2 separate regions of the Mus musculus genome follow, and region 2 is linked to region 1. The links are chromatin contacts, called in public promoter capture Hi-C maps. All regions are on one chromosome and are shown on one strand. Each heading gives the region's core, a stretch centred on a gene start, on an enhancer-like site or on the middle of the called end of the contact. The rest is flanking DNA. Distances are from core to core; before and after follow the strand shown. Region 1 overlaps Mrps9 (mitochondrial ribosomal protein S9). Region 2 holds the start of Gm28782 (a long non-coding RNA gene).

Region 1 (7,610 bases), core at 2,671-5,170:
GCTTCAATTCCCGGAAGAGATATGTTACGATTTACATAGAAAAATCGTTGAGGGCATAAAATATGCCAGGAACTGTCAACATCACAGATTATCACTGGTAGCTTTTGGTATATTATTACATTTCCACTTGATTTTTTTAGGGGCACTAGAGAATTAGAATGACCCCACCTACTCTAAGCTTATATACTGTACTTAATAGTGTAATTTCAAATATGACAGGAATAACCCAGATGTGAAATGCTGAATCATTAATCACAGCTATGATTAATATTTCATAAAATCAAAGCAAGCCTATCCACCTCTTGTGCCATCAGATTTCCATAATGTATGAGTCAAATTTAGAAGGTGCCTTAATTTGAAAATACCAGATGCTCAGGTTGAAAAAGAAATCCTTAAACTAACAGCCCTTGCCGGAGACTTAGCAGTATGAATCTCAGTATCCTTCACAATTTGTTTGGGTTACACTAATCATGTGGAAATTCCAATTTTAGGACGAGTAAACAAATAACAGTGCATTGGAGGGCAGCACAGGAGAAGTCAGGTGCATTTGGTGTACCAAATAGTTATTAATGGTAATCTCCAGTTTAGAGAGTGCGATCACTAACAGTTTGCAATCTGTTAAAAGAGTCACAGAGAATCAACCTCTTAAGTAATAACAACCCCAAGTGCTTTGACCACTCTTGTAAACAAAGCCACAGAAATAAGCACCAATGTAATTCAGAAAGGTTGATGTACTGCAGGTTGCAAGTGACATGCTTCTGTTACAGACCCCTGCCACCCCTCGGTGAATGATTTACCTATCAAAAAGGCCATTCAACAAAAAATGGCAAGAGTCTTTGCTCCAGGCCATAGGAACCACTCTGGGATAGCAGTAAGGACATTGGTGTGCTTAGGACTCCCATCCCATAGATTTTTACATCTTGAATTAAAGTCACATATTATAAATAAGTGTACAAAAGTAATCTCATTGAATTAACAGAGGTAGCAAGTTAAATCCTATTTTTAAAACATTATTTTCCTAACCATACACTTTGAATATATGAGGTATACAATACTAATTATTCATATATGAAGAAAATGAAAATACCTCTAGACTGCTGAATTAATGATTGAATTAATTCCTGCTGCCAAGAAGTCTTAAATAGGCATATATATGTGTGTTTGTGCACACTTTTTAATTTTTATTTATTTTTATTTCATGTGCACAGGTGTTTTGCCTGTGTTTATGTCTGTATGAGAGTGTCAGATGCCCTAGAACTCCAACTATATATAGCTGTGATCCACAGTGTGGCTGGTGGAAACTGAACCCAGGTCCTCTGGAAGAGCAGCCAGTACTTAAACACTGAGCCATCTCTCCAGCCCAGCACATGACTTTTTAAAAACAAGCACTCCACACAGTCGCTAAACAATTACTCAATAACAGTTATTTTAACTGCATTTTTAAAGAGAGAAACATTACATTCAAGAGGTTTAAATATTCATGGGATTACAGGGACATTTAGAAACATTTAAGCCAAGCACAGATGCCATGACACTTCATCCCAGGACCCTGGCTTGCAGTCTACAGTAGCCTAAGCAGGCAGCCCTCTCCCGAGGGGCTGTGGTCCTTAGGCACAAGAACTGGGGTTACTTAAGTTGTCAGAAAAAAACTTGCAGAATCTCTGAAATGCCAGTAACTTCTTTTACAAGGCAAACGAGCTTTATGTATGTAAAAACTCACATTGTCTGTCTGTCCCAGCATGGGTTTCATGGGACATATCAAAGTGTTCTTCTGGGTACAAGAACTATAGGCCACACCTCTTAAGCAATAATGAGAGATCCCAGTGCACAACATGCAGCACTTCTAAGCTGGACTCACTAAGTCTCAAGTCCCCTTTCTTGAAGAGCCTTCCAGGTAATGTGGTGTACTCCACCCATGTCTTAGTAATTAAATTAGACAAAGGGGTCCCCAGGTCAGAGTCAGATAACCACCTCCTAGAGTAAGTTGTAAATGGCTTGTTACAGTCTGGATACTGTTGTCCTGCTCAACCCCAGGGCCTGTGTATGGAGGCTTTGTCTCCAGGGTAGTGCTACTGGGAGGAGCTAGGGCCCATAAAACACCTTCTGGTCATTCTCCAATGACTGAAAGCAACCATGGCCCCTGCTCTCCTTTTCCACTTCTCTACTGTAAGATGAGCAGCCTTGAATAGCAGATAGCTTACCATTGACTAAAAGTCCCAAAACTGTGCCAGTGAAACATCTTGTTACCATAGGTAATTTTTTTAACACTGCAAGTTACGAAAGGAAAAAAAAAAAGAAACTAATACAATTTTCAACTCACTTGTAGTAAGTGAATAGTCAGTCTACCCCACCTCCCACCTGGCTGCTCTGGGAAAGCCGGGCTAAGGTCAAGGCTATACCAGCCTTTACTCCTGGCCCAGCCCTCTGTCCATCTCACCGAGTCATAAATAAAGGTCTCTCTAGATCAGCCACTGCTTGCATATCTGCTCTATAGCAATTTCACGTCACGGTGCTAGGGATGGGGTCCAGAGGCTCATCTGTCAGAGCCACAGCCTATTTTCTTTTCCAAACACACATCTATCACTCTTGGAATCCTTCTCTGTCCTCTGCTCAGCATTTCCAGGAAATTTCTGTCCCTGCTCTTTCCCATCTTCTGTTCTTGAAACCTAGGCTGCAGCTTCTCACGCCTGAGAAGTACGCGCGTCTTCCTGCTTAAGTGGCTCCTGAGGGAATGCAACCATAAAGTTTCAATAAAGAAGGCAGCTCAGGTGGAGGCAGCTCTTCAGAGCCATTCCAAAAAACCCAGGAAGTCTCTTATTTCTTAAAACCACTTTTAATTGTTTAAGAAGTTGTGTCAAGATTGTTTTACAGGTTTTCATTATAAATGTACATCTTGCTAACAGGATTTTTACTGAGGAGTCATTATGTCCACAGCAACGTTGGGTATGCAACAGACCTGCAAAGGAGCCCTTAGCGTGTGACATGAGAGCACCCCATAGATCCAAGGGTGCCTTCATTCCATACTTGCCCCCCAGTATGCTTCATTTCCTCATAGGGACAAATGCGATACATGTTTCTCTCATGGTCATTCTTCCTCACAAATCTCATTATGTCCCCAAAATCGATGAGCTAGCTGTACAGGAACAGGAAACAGTATTCACTAAAGCATTCTATACCACCCCACCCCCCTTTTTTAAACTTTGAGATAGGGTCTTGCTAACTTTCTTTGCTGGCCTGGAATTCCCTGTGCAGAACAGGCTGGCCTTGAATTTGCAGCCATCCTCTTGGGCCTGCCCTGCAAATGCTGAGCTTACACGGGTCATGCTTAGCTATATACTGGTTTTGCCTTTTATTTTTAAAGGCAGGGTCTTTGATGCAGTCCTGGCTAATCCAGAACTCACTCTGAGGACCAGGCTGGCTTCAGTCTCAAAGATCTGCCTGCCTCTGCCTTCCGAGAGCTGGTATTAAAGACGTGCATCACCATGCCTAGTCTAGTTTATATGCTGTTCTTAACTGCAGTATGCATCAGAGCTATCTTAGACTAGTTGTAATGAGGTACATATACTTGCTATGCAAAAAGCCAACCATATGAAAGAGACTCAGCACGATTGTAAACAATAAGAAAGGTTCATAGAGCTGAGAAAGGTCTCCTCACACAGCTGCACACAGGCTTGAGATCAGTTCCCTTATCAACAAGCCTGGCCACGGACTGTCCTGCCTCACACAATTACAGCTGCTCAGACGTGGGAAAGGCTGTTTGGCCGAGTGTCTTTCCCCTGTCACCCTGAGAGAAAATTGTACCTGCAAAAGCAAATGGTAGCGACAAAGCTTCATTCCTAAGGCTTTCAGCCTGTCATTCTCTGGGGGCTGCTTCCTGCGCTGCCTGGGGCAGAGGGAAGGCAACCCCACCGCAGGATGTTAGGGCGGAACAAAGGAGAGAAAGCCTACCAGCTGGCCTGCTTCTGTTGGACTTTAAGTGCAGTGCTCACTTCAGCATGAAAGTGCCTCTGCAGGCTGAGCAGTGAACACTTAGAGGATTTCAAAGTACAATCACCTCAGAAGCCAGTGATGTGTGTGCTCTATGAGATGATATGGCTGTGAGTGTGGCTCTAATTAATGGCATTTGCCATAAGTGATGCTGATGTGACTGGCAAACAGAGTTTCCTGAGTTAACGAAATTTAAAAGCCTAAAGAAATCTCCTATGTGCAACAAAACTCAGCCCAACCCAGGGGAAGAGCATTTATTAGTCAAATATAATTTGACATTTCAGTCAGAGTACGGTAAAATTCTATCCCATCAGTTTCTGGAGCAATACCTTTTAAAGCACACAAGCAAACTAAAAATAAAGCCAGGCCTCTTACACAATGTGTAATTTCTTCATTATGATGGAATGCAACAAAAGATCTTGCCCTTGGGTTGCTCCATTTCAGCCAAAACAAATGCAAATGGCTTGTCAGATGACAGCTGTTTGATAAGGCTCCTCTGTAAGACCTGCACACTTTACTTTTTCCCGTGAAACTTGGGATGAAGGCAGAAGGCAGGAAGAGAATTAATGTAGCATACAGTCTAAAGGCAATGCTACAACCGTGATTAAGTAGAAAAGTTAAAAGGCACAGATTTTCCACAGCTTCGCTGCGTGCAACCCATCCGTGTAACAAGTTGACAGGCCTAGCGCGTCAGCTCCATCATCCCCTCCGACAGCTAAAACGCGGCACTGCATCCCTTTTCAGGGGAAATTTGCGTCTGCACCATGAAGCGTTGTACATTATTTCTTAGCACTGCAGGGGGCTCAAGTCCATATGGAACCTTCACAAATATTACCACAGATCAAACCAGCGGCGTTTGGAGGCAGATTTGACATACCTATTTAAATGAGCAGCAGGGGTCCTCGGGCAGCCGCGGGCTGTGCGCGGGAGGCTCCGTGGAAGCCGGAGCACAGCCCCATTACTCAGCAAAGACACACTCAACATTTGTCATTCATTTCATTTCTGCCAGGGCACGAAGCTCATTTGCCCAAGGTCAACAAAAAGCGAAAAGAAGGTTTTCTTTTTTTCCCTAAGAAATAAATGTACCTGACAAGTGGGGACTTCGTCCGTTGGGTTTGTGAAGCACAAATAAACAGCAGATCGGCCTAGAGGCAGAGGAGTGAGTGCAGAGGCCCCAGCCTCTGACTGTGAATGGGGAAAGCCCCATAAATATCTCCATAGCTTTAAAAGTCACAGTATGGATAAAACAGAACTTGACACCATGTTTCTAAAAATATAATGTGTTCTGTCTTTAAAAATGATGACCAGCATCCACCTTTTTTTTTTCTAAAAGCAGTTTTGGGGACCACCCTCAAATTCCCATACTATGACACAGTTCTCGCGGAAGGCAACAAAACAAAATCCCCCAGTATACTGAAAAGCAAAAGCACAGTAGGACCTCACCGCTAAGCCTGTTGTGAGCTGGATTCTCTCTCACACACTGCACTGACCAATGGAGGGTCCAACCTGTAATACGAGTAGCAGAAGCAAAGCAGACATAGGCCCTCACAATCCTGACAGCACGCTGGTCCCTCACCTGGACAGGACTTGAACGCGGCGCAGGAGCACTTTCGGGATAGACACTGATGCAGCGGCTGAGGCAGCACAGGAGGTTCTCATCAGAAACCTCGGCAAGTCCTTGACACTGAGAGAGTTCTGACACTGAGAGAAGTCTCCACAAGAGTTTTATAGCTTATAAATAAATATACTTACGTGCATTAATGAATAGTACGATTGTTTGCCAGTATAGAAGAGAAAATGAAATGGACGGCCATCTTCTCCCCACTGGGTTGCTAATGAAAATAAAAACAAAAACATGTACAGAGATAAACCAAACTTTGAGTCTAATGATAGTATGGGCTACATCTGTGATTCAGATTAGCTTATCAAAAGTATCTAAAATAACAAAATTATCCATATTTAAAATGCATGTATTTAGCATATTTAATATGTAAATGCTTAGGATAGTTATTGTTTCATATTATTTAGCAGAAAACAATGTCTGTACTTAATAAAATATTCCATCCTGAAGAGCTATTTCATTTGTTTTAAATAAAATCTATAAGATAACACAAATCACTTTGTTAGAATAAAAGTATTTAGGTTCCACATTTTTCAAATGAAAAATGACAGTCAATAAGTCAGTGAGCATATTCCGAGATTTGAGGCAGCCCAGCACAACACACCTGCACTGGACAGCCTGCCTGTTATATCATTTATTCCAACCCCATTGTAAGCTCCCACAGAGAGTTGAAAACAGCCACAACATAAGGGGGAAACTTTGTGTCAAGAGAAAACAGAGAAAATCATATCCCCTGGCTTACTACATAGTATAAGCACCCCCCCCCCCATATGCTATGATCAGTATAACAGTGGGACCTGGTACTTCCTGGCAGTATTCACCACTGAGCCCACTCTTCAGAAATGTTTAACCTGGCTAAACATGTATGGCTTCTCATGACCTGTTCTTACAGCAGACACACTGACAGCTGCCGTGTGCTGTGGATCTTTGGAGGCCACAAGCTCCTGTACAAACAGGCTTCCTTTACCGTTTCCAAACAACATCCATCTCCGCCAGAACACACTTATTTTCCTATTTTTTTTTTCTGGAATTCTGATCACTGTCATATTTGGGTATTCAATGTATCTAGAATTTGTACTTGGGAAGCAGAAAGCCTTTGTTTTTAAATAGTAAACATTTTTTTTCTGTTCAAATACTTGTATATGCAGGACTTTTTTCTTCTCTGAGGATAATTATTATTGGATTATGAATATACTTAAAATGGAGGAACAACACTGAATGAATGTTGAAAAGGTTTGGACTGAAAAGAACAGCCATGCGAGGTAAGGTGGCTGAACACTTTCCAGGGCATTTCCACATGCTCCATGCTGTCTTCCGCATTACCCAGTACTTGAACCTGCACTCTATACAAAGGATTCTCATTGCATAGTTCAAGTCAGTCAGAAAGTAAGCAAAACCAACAAAGCCAGACAAGCATCCTGGTGATGCTAAGACCACTGTTAAGTTTGGGTAGAACCTTGAATCACAGCTCTGTGTGCATTTGTGCTCACAAATGTAGACTTCATAAACTCTATGCACACACATGCATTCTTGCTAATCATAGACGATTAACTCAATCTACAGTATAATAGTTTGCGATGCACTATTGCTACTTTGACAGACTACAAAGCTTACTGTATCACAGCATGCATCAGAACGTAATGGTTTTCAGGTACACTCTGTTCTTAACGCTGCTAACACGTGAGAAGCTTCAAACTCCTAACGTCTGGCTAAGCTGCACTGTCGTGGGCTGCTCGCGTATTACTTGTCTTTCTGTCTCTGCTCCGATAGTTACAGGAAGCCAGCCTCACTCTTCCTTACAAAACCCCTCACTACTCTTAACACCTTCAAGCATAATGCGATCTCCCCCAAACACCTACTAACCATAGCCAGTTAGTAATTTTGAAGACAGAGCCAGATCCAATGGGACAGGCAATTCAAAAACTAGTCTAGGAAACCAGCAAGAATGTAGCTGGGCTTCAGTGACATTATTTATCTAAGCATGAGGAGTGCCTTGGCTCAC
Region 2 (7,444 bases), core at 164-2,663, 170 kb before region 1:
GATTTCAGGTTTCAGATTTCAGATTAGGGCTGCTCAGCCTGTTTGGTTTCAAATCCAGTGCACACCGACACCTGGTGGTGGTGACTCAGGATGCTCTATCTATAAGAAGTTGTGAAATGTGCCCAGAGATTTAAAAGGGAAGGTTTCAACTGACACTTCAATATATTGAGCTGTGTCTCTCTAAGGAGGCCTGACCTCTCCAAGAGCCACCTCCTGAGGAAGACATGGGCAGAGCGTGAGCGGTGTGTGTCCCAGGCCATACAGCACATCCTTGGTCATCATTTCCACCCTTTTCTCTTCCAGGTACTTTGCACTGGGGCTGCTCTATCATTACAACAAACAAGATGCCTCTGCGGTTCAGGTGAGTTGACTAGTGGCTTGGTACATAAAAGCACCAACTGTTCAGCTTGATCCCCGCCTCTGAACCTCATAACCCGTTGTGTCAGCAGAACCAACTTTTGAAAATTAGTCTCGGACTCCATATATACCGAGGCATTTACACTACCATGTTTACACATATTTTGGGTCAGTAACCTATAATTTTGTGTTTCTTTTTAAAAACCCATTAATCCATAGAAAGCACTTTTACCTGATCTGGTCTTTTCTGCAGAGAACGAATATAATAGTGTTTTCAAAAGTGAACTCTCTGGGAAGTGTTGACTTTAAGTCCCAATATTTGTTCTTACAAAAAGGCCAAGAAGTGATTTCTTTAATTCTCTTTAAAGAGCATTATCAAGATTGAGTTTGTGAAAATTGAAATGAAAACAAGGTTGATTTTCTTTTAAAGAATCGAAAGGGGGCCTGGAGCTAAGAGCGGTTGCTGCTCTACTCTAGTCCACTCCTGCATCCGTCCTGGGAGGCTCACACCCTCATAACTCCAGATTGATTCTAGGGATTGGCCCCTCTTCTAGCCTTCATGGGCACTATACACATATGGCATACGCATACATGGGCACATACATACACATAAGCATATATATATATATTTAGAAAATTAGCTGACACTTAGTAACTATACACCTTTCTTGGCAAGGGATTCAGTCACAGTCATTGGGATCCTAACAACTTCTTAGATGTTCACTGTCTCTCTGTGCTGGGGAACTTAGAGCTCATCTGTTTAGTGCCTTTATTCACCCCAGTGAGCCACAGAACACTAGGGATCATTTCTCTAACTGTATTTTAGTAACCTGTGTCTAGCATCCCTCTGCCCCCAAATTCCACCACCCTTCTTAAGTGCTAATATCCACTGCTTTTCTCTGATTTTACAAAATTTGCTTGAATTAGCTTGGATGTGATATTTTTGCTGAGCCAGCAGGCATATGACATTACCTTAGAAACTCAGGGTGGCAGGTGGCAGGTAGCAATTGTGTTATAGTTTCTGCTGTTAGTAACAGCAACTGTTGCTAGTGAGCTGGGTAGTTGCTTCCCTTATGGCACCAGGACAGAGCCAGTGCTGAGCAAGCTCATGCTCCTGCCCTAGGGAGGAGTGAGGTGAAGGCCGGCAGGGATGCTGAGTCTGAACTGAGTGGCATCGATTTGTTAGCCTTGTCTCTTGGCCTGCACCTTACAGCTTTCCATTGATCTTTGCAGTATCTTCTCACACCCTGGGGGATGCTCTCCTCTCTGCCCTGTTACCTCTCAGACTGCATTGGGTGCTAGCTTCCTGTGAGCCTCTTGTGTAACATCAGCTCCCTCCCTGTCTTTGTCCATGCCTTGTTGAGTTTAGTCTGCAGCCTCTTTGCTAAAGCACCACAAGAGCATAATTTCAGAGTGAAGAAAACACTCTGTGATGAGTTTCCATCAACACATGCCTCAAGGCCAAGAGCAGGCTTGGATATGGTAGACAGAATGTTGATTTCTTTAAGACATAGTAGTGGCATCTTTAGAATTACTGCATGCACGTTGTAATGCTATTAGCACAGCTGTGGAGAAAGATTTGCATACTTGAATCATATGGAGCACATCTTCAGGAGAGGTGAAAATTCCATTTAAAAAAAAATCAACACTTTTCAGTGGACCTTTGATTCAATTATTTAACCGGTGAATTCAGTTCTGAAGAAAACAAGAATGCACTGAGCATTCTAATCAGCTTTAGTTGGGGGATCACCACCATATTGCAGGTTATTTTAGATTTTGAATTATTTACATTTACAAAAGGAAGTGTCTTGGACATAAGACCCAAGTGTAAACTAAATTTCACTTGTGTCTTACACAAATAGCATGAAAATAATTTGTATAAGCCTGTGCTCAAAATCAAGTTTGATGGTATGGAATTTTCCACATCTAGCATCATCTCAAATTTTGAAAAATTAGATTTTGGCACATTTGGGTTTTCTGATTTATTTCTTAAAAATATTATAACAGAGTTTAGAATTTATAGCTCTCTTTACTATATCAGTCTTTATTCAAAATGCTCAGGGTCTGAGTTGTCTTAGGTTTTTGAGCTTTTCAGATTTTGAAGTAGTGCATGGGAAGCTAGAGGTACCCCAGTCAGCTACCCAGCGATCCAGGCCGCACTGTCAGCATGCTTGTGAATGCTCAGCTTATAGATTTTCATGTGAGGGATGTTTCATCCTGTGTGATTTGAAAATAATGAGAGACCAAGTAAGAAAACAAACATTTTCTCAGCGAATTCTACATAATACATAATGTTCTAGCTCTACATTTTTTTTTTTGTTGTTGTTGTTTTTTATTTCTTCTCAGTTGTGGGTGAACATTGTGAATGGGGACATCCAGGACTCTACACGCTCGGACCTGTATGAATACATCGTTGATTTCCTTACCTACTGCCTAGACCAAGAGCTGGTGTGGACCCATGCTGACTGGCTGCTGCAGAAAAGTGAGGAGGTTTGTGTTCATAAATGCATTCTCTTAGGAATGGCTGCTAGAAAGACACCAACGCCCCCCTCAACTTTAGGTGGAGGGGCAAAAAGCCACATTCGTCCTCCTCCTGTTTACGCTGTCCCCTTTTGAATGCCGTCCTTTGAGCATAAGCACGTGGCACAGTCTGCTTCTGCAGAGGCCTCACCTTCTCACGCCGCTGGTGTTCAGGAAGTGCTCTTACAGTTCTCTCTGCACTTGTCAGGGAACAAGTCTGCATTTTGTTCTCTGGGATGCATGCAGGTTCTTACTCTACACAGGCTGGTCTTCTGCAAGAAGTGGCTCAGATCTGGGCCACATCAGGAAGACCATTGTCCTCTTCTGTTTCTAAGAGGCTGTGGACTTGGAGGTGTCAAGTGTCGTGTACATGGCCTGGCTCATCTTGGAGGCTGAGACAAGACAATAGTGAAAAAGCAGCTGTTGGCTCTTGGCTCTACAGTAGCAGTTCTCAGCTTTCCTAATGCTGTGACCCTTTAATACAGTTCTCCATGTCATGGTGACCCCCAACTATAAAATTACTTCATGGCTACTTCACAACTGTAATTTTGCTACTGTTATGAATAATAATGTAGATTCTGATATTCAGGATGTCTGATATGCAGCTCCCCCAAAGGGATCACGACTCAAAGGCAGCATGCTCAGGACAGAGGGACAGAGACCTTAAAAGGCTCACGAGTTACTGAGACTAAGGCAGCAAGCATAGAAGATCCATTTTCTTGGCTTCCCTTGCAGAGACAAGATCAGACCCTAAGTCAGGGCAGGACAGAGCAGATTCCCGCTGTCTACTCCACTTCCTAGCTAGGTCAGAGCCCCTATTCCTTCCATATTGAAACATTTTAAGATTACATTTATGCATTCGTTTGTGTGTATTTGTGCACATACATGTATATACATGTGCCATGCTGTATGGTGGTCAGAGGACAGCTGAAGTCTCACTTTCTACTGTGTGTATCTCAGGAATTGAACTCAGATAGTCAAGCTTGGCAGGAAGGACCTTTACCTGCTAAGCCTGCTCACTGGCCTCTCCATTCATCCTTTATGTCTGTGTTTGCCTGTAGAATGCACCTGCACATGGTCCTGTGGTGATCCTTTCCCATTGCAGAGCAATCACAGCCAAACACACAGAGATTATTCTGTGTGTCACATGTTGGCCCTCCACTTGACCTCTGTCATCTCTTGAAGAGTGTGGTTCACAGATGGGGCTAACAGACTCTTTCAAGGTCTTGTAGTCAAGCAAAGCTGAGACACAATCCAGACCTGTAGCTGTGCCGTGTGTCTCATGTTTGGGGTTCACAGGGTATGTATACATATACACATGTGAGCAAGCAGTAGTACACATTTTAGTGCCCAGGGGAACCCAACAAGGTCTAATGGTCTTAGTATTTCCTCAGAAGGGAAAATTGATCCAGGGTGCTCCTTATGGCAGCATCGGAAGGCAGCCTGGAAGGTTCAGATGGCAAATTAGCCAAGCACAGTAAATAATCTACTAGCCAGACAATGTGTTCAGAGAACCAAGAGCTCACTGTGAGTTTTCATACTTTCTGGATTTTCCCACTTAATCTTTGCAAGAAAAAGTCTCTATTTGGGATAATCTTAACAGTGCTAGTGTTTGTTGCACGGCTGTCAAAGCCTCTTACCAGTGACTGCTCTATTTGTTAGTTTCCAGCCATCTTAGAAGAAATCCTAGCAGTGTGTGGGGAGGGTTACTTAGCACCACTTTCCTGTCTATGGTGTACGCTTTGTTTGGTCTTTCTTGCTGGACTGTTTTCTCCATATTTTTGAGGTAAGTTTGGCATATGAGAAGTGGTACCTGCTTATCATCAGCGTATCCTGCATGATGGTTTTAGCCAAGCCATGACTGTTAAATGACCAAAAGAAAGATGAAGAAAACTGAATTGCTGCTCTTTCTGCAGATTGGAGTTCAAATTTTCACCAAGAGACCTTTGGACGAGCAGCAGCAGACTAGTTTTAATCCAGACAACATTATTAGTTCCCTTAAGAAATACCCTAAAGCCCTGGTTAAGTATCTGGAACATCTCGTGATCGACAGGAGATTGCAGGTGAGCTCCAGCCTAGACTAAGGTCTGTGGCTGCAATGTCACTAACAGCTTAGGAGAGGAAACCTGGCTGTTGCTTCCTGATCTCTCAGTCTGTGCTTGTTGGTCATCTGAGGGAATGTGAGCCTTTGTGAAAGAGACCCAGAGGGAGTAGAAGTAGATGCTATATTTTGCATCTCAACTCCACTCCACTTTTCTTTTCTCTTTGTTGTTATCCTCACAGGAAGTGGGAGAAGCCATGTCATTTATAGAATACCTAAAGCCTTTGCCTCTGAGGTGTCCCCAACATGTGCTAATCATCTTTCCATCATTATGATAAAATACCCGAGGCAATTAACTTGTGAAGAGCAGAGGGCAGTCTTTCAATCTGTGACAGGTTTTTACTGAGACTAAGGCAGCAAGCATAGAAGATCGATTTTCTTGGCTTCCCTTGCAGAGACAAGATCGGACCCTAAGTCAGGGCAGGACAGAGCAGATTCCCGCTGTCTACCCCACTTCCTAGCTAGGTCAGAGCCCCTATTCCTTCCATATTGAAACATTTTAAGATTACATTTATGCATTCATTTGTGTGTGTTTGTGCACATACATGTATATACATGTGCCATGCTGTAATTCTTCTTTATTAGATTTCTTAGCAGAAAAAGGCAGTGTTGTGCCCAGGAAGTGAAGAGGGCAGGGCAGGGGGTTGAGGTTCCACCTCCTCTGCTATGGTCCCACTCCTTCCCATTGACCAATATCCCTTCCAGGCTCCACCCTCACCCCCAGTAGCTGGACTTTAACACATGGGCCTCGGGGACACCTTTAGCATCCAGACTATAGCAGCATGGACTATGTGTTGGTGTTCCTGGGAAGTTTCCAGTCCCCTGAGGGTATCCTGTGCACTGTGTTCAAGAATCTGCCACAGCCTCCCTCATGTAAACACGATGTCTGGTGCATCCCTGATTCCTACAGAAAGAAGAGTACCACACCCACCTTGCCATCCTCTACCTGGAGGAAGTGCTGCGGCAGAGGGTATCCACTGGGGGCAAAGATGTAGAAGCCACTGAGACACAGGCCAAACTCCGGAGACTACTCCAGAAGTCTGACTTGTACCGCGTCCACTTGTTGAAAGGTGAGGATAAACTTGGCATACCAGTGAGAGACTTCGGTAGGACTGGGGCAGGGAGCCTTTGGCCCCAGAGTGCAATGTTTGGGTCCTGTAGGTTGATTCCTTGAGCCCCTTTCCTCAGAGCTATCCTGATGGGTTTTGATTTGAGCTATAAAACTCCATCAGTCACGATTCATCTTCTAATGACGTTGGTACTTTCCTCCCTGGGGGTGGCACCTGGACCCCCAAGGTCACCAGATCTGCTATGTTCTAGCCCTTTAAGAGAAATGTCATCGTCTGAGCATAGAATCTGTGTAGCTCCCATCTCCTTTTTACCTCTGTCTGTGCCTTAATATGGCAGCCTCTTAGTAATTATTTGCTGGCATTTACTGTAGGAGAAGGGTGGTGCTTGTGTGCTGTGGCATCTGTACCTGCTGCTGCACTTGTCACAGGCAACAGCCAGCTCTTCCCCCACTAAGCCCACCCCCCAGGCTGGCATCACACCTGAGGAGCAGCCCATGGTGGCCGAGCCTCAGACACCAGTGCCTGTCATTTCATATTAACCTTGGCCCTGAACTGAGAGATGTCCTGGAAATATCCCATTGCAGGTTATTGTCCCCTATTTCACAGCCCACAGGAGAGCAAAGTGACCTGGGCAGTAAGACTCAGCCTATCAGCCCACTAAGGGTGAGCCTTGATAAGGACTGACACTGCCCCTGGGCTGTGCCATTTTCTGGAAGCCTAACTACAGGGGTAACAAAAGAAAAGTTTTTATTTCTGTCCCAGAAACTCATTAGATAATACCAAAAGGGTTTTTTTTTAAATACCTTGAACCCATGTTCCCCTCAGTGAAGCATGTTTTAAATTGGTATAAAGGGGTTGAGCATAACTTTTATGGTAAAGTGAATATTTGCATTTTATCCATAGATTCTGCATCTGCATATCCAACCAACTGTGACTTGAAAATATCTGGCATAAATATCATAGCATTACTGTTAGCCATATTTCACTGTATCCCAAATCTTCCAGAGGTGATCTCAAGTATACAGTGTTACTTGAAAACACTACAGGGGATTTGGGGGCCTTTCCAGGAGGATCTTGATTCTAGTCCTCCTGAAGACACAGGGACAGTTGTTCCCCTGTGTGTTAGTCATAAGATTCTGTACTGGGAAGGCGGAGTAATGGTATTGTGACTGCAGGCTGGGAGCCAGGGCTCTGGGGATGCTTAACTAGGGCTCACCAGAGACCAGACTCACCTGTTTCCTGAACAACTCTGAGTCACCAGGGGAAAATCCAAGGAGCCACCTCCCTCAGTCATCTAGGTGGCAGTATTTAGCAGTGTCTAGGTAACCAGAGAGCCTGCTTTTGCTAAGGCTGCAGGGACATGCAGGTGAGCTCAGCCAGCTAGCCCAGTCTATTA

The links. Capture Hi-C pulls out chosen DNA fragments and counts their contacts.
Region 2: a contact with region 1 is called in a promoter capture Hi-C map of pancreatic islet. The contact joins two enhancer-like sites. A contact is called at or near these places in 2 of 115 datasets of contacts at active chromatin or transcription factors (embryonic stem cells and large pre-B cells) and 5 of 9 other capture datasets (adipose tissue, embryonic stem cells, embryonic trunk and 2 more).

What each region holds. Positions count from the first base shown.
Region 1 is chr1:42,885,916-42,893,525 of GRCm38.p6, reverse strand. It overlaps Mrps9 (mitochondrial ribosomal protein S9), which reads right to left. Exons shown (of 11, transcript NM_023514.4): 5 at 5,740-5,819. Among named protein-coding and RNA genes, the nearest start is that of Gm23126, 23 kb to the right of the region's middle. Within about 2 kb of position 3,920, at least 36 of the 459 cell types and tissues checked have an H3K27ac peak or open chromatin away from gene starts, as enhancers often do. A contact at or near this core is called in pancreatic islet, where this site is marked.
Region 2 is chr1:43,052,015-43,059,458 of GRCm38.p6, reverse strand. It overlaps Tgfbrap1 (transforming growth factor, beta receptor associated protein 1), which reads left to right. Exons shown (of 12, transcript NM_001357299.1): 7 at 304-361; 8 at 2,704-2,847; 9 at 4,794-4,940; 10 at 5,889-6,048. Gm28782 (a long non-coding RNA gene) reads right to left here and starts at 4,798. Exons shown (of 2, transcript XR_865397.2): 1 at 3,029-4,798; 2 at 2,325-2,574. Within about 2 kb of position 1,413, at least 4 of the 459 cell types and tissues checked have an H3K27ac peak or open chromatin away from gene starts, as enhancers often do. A contact at or near this core is called in pancreatic islet, where this site is marked.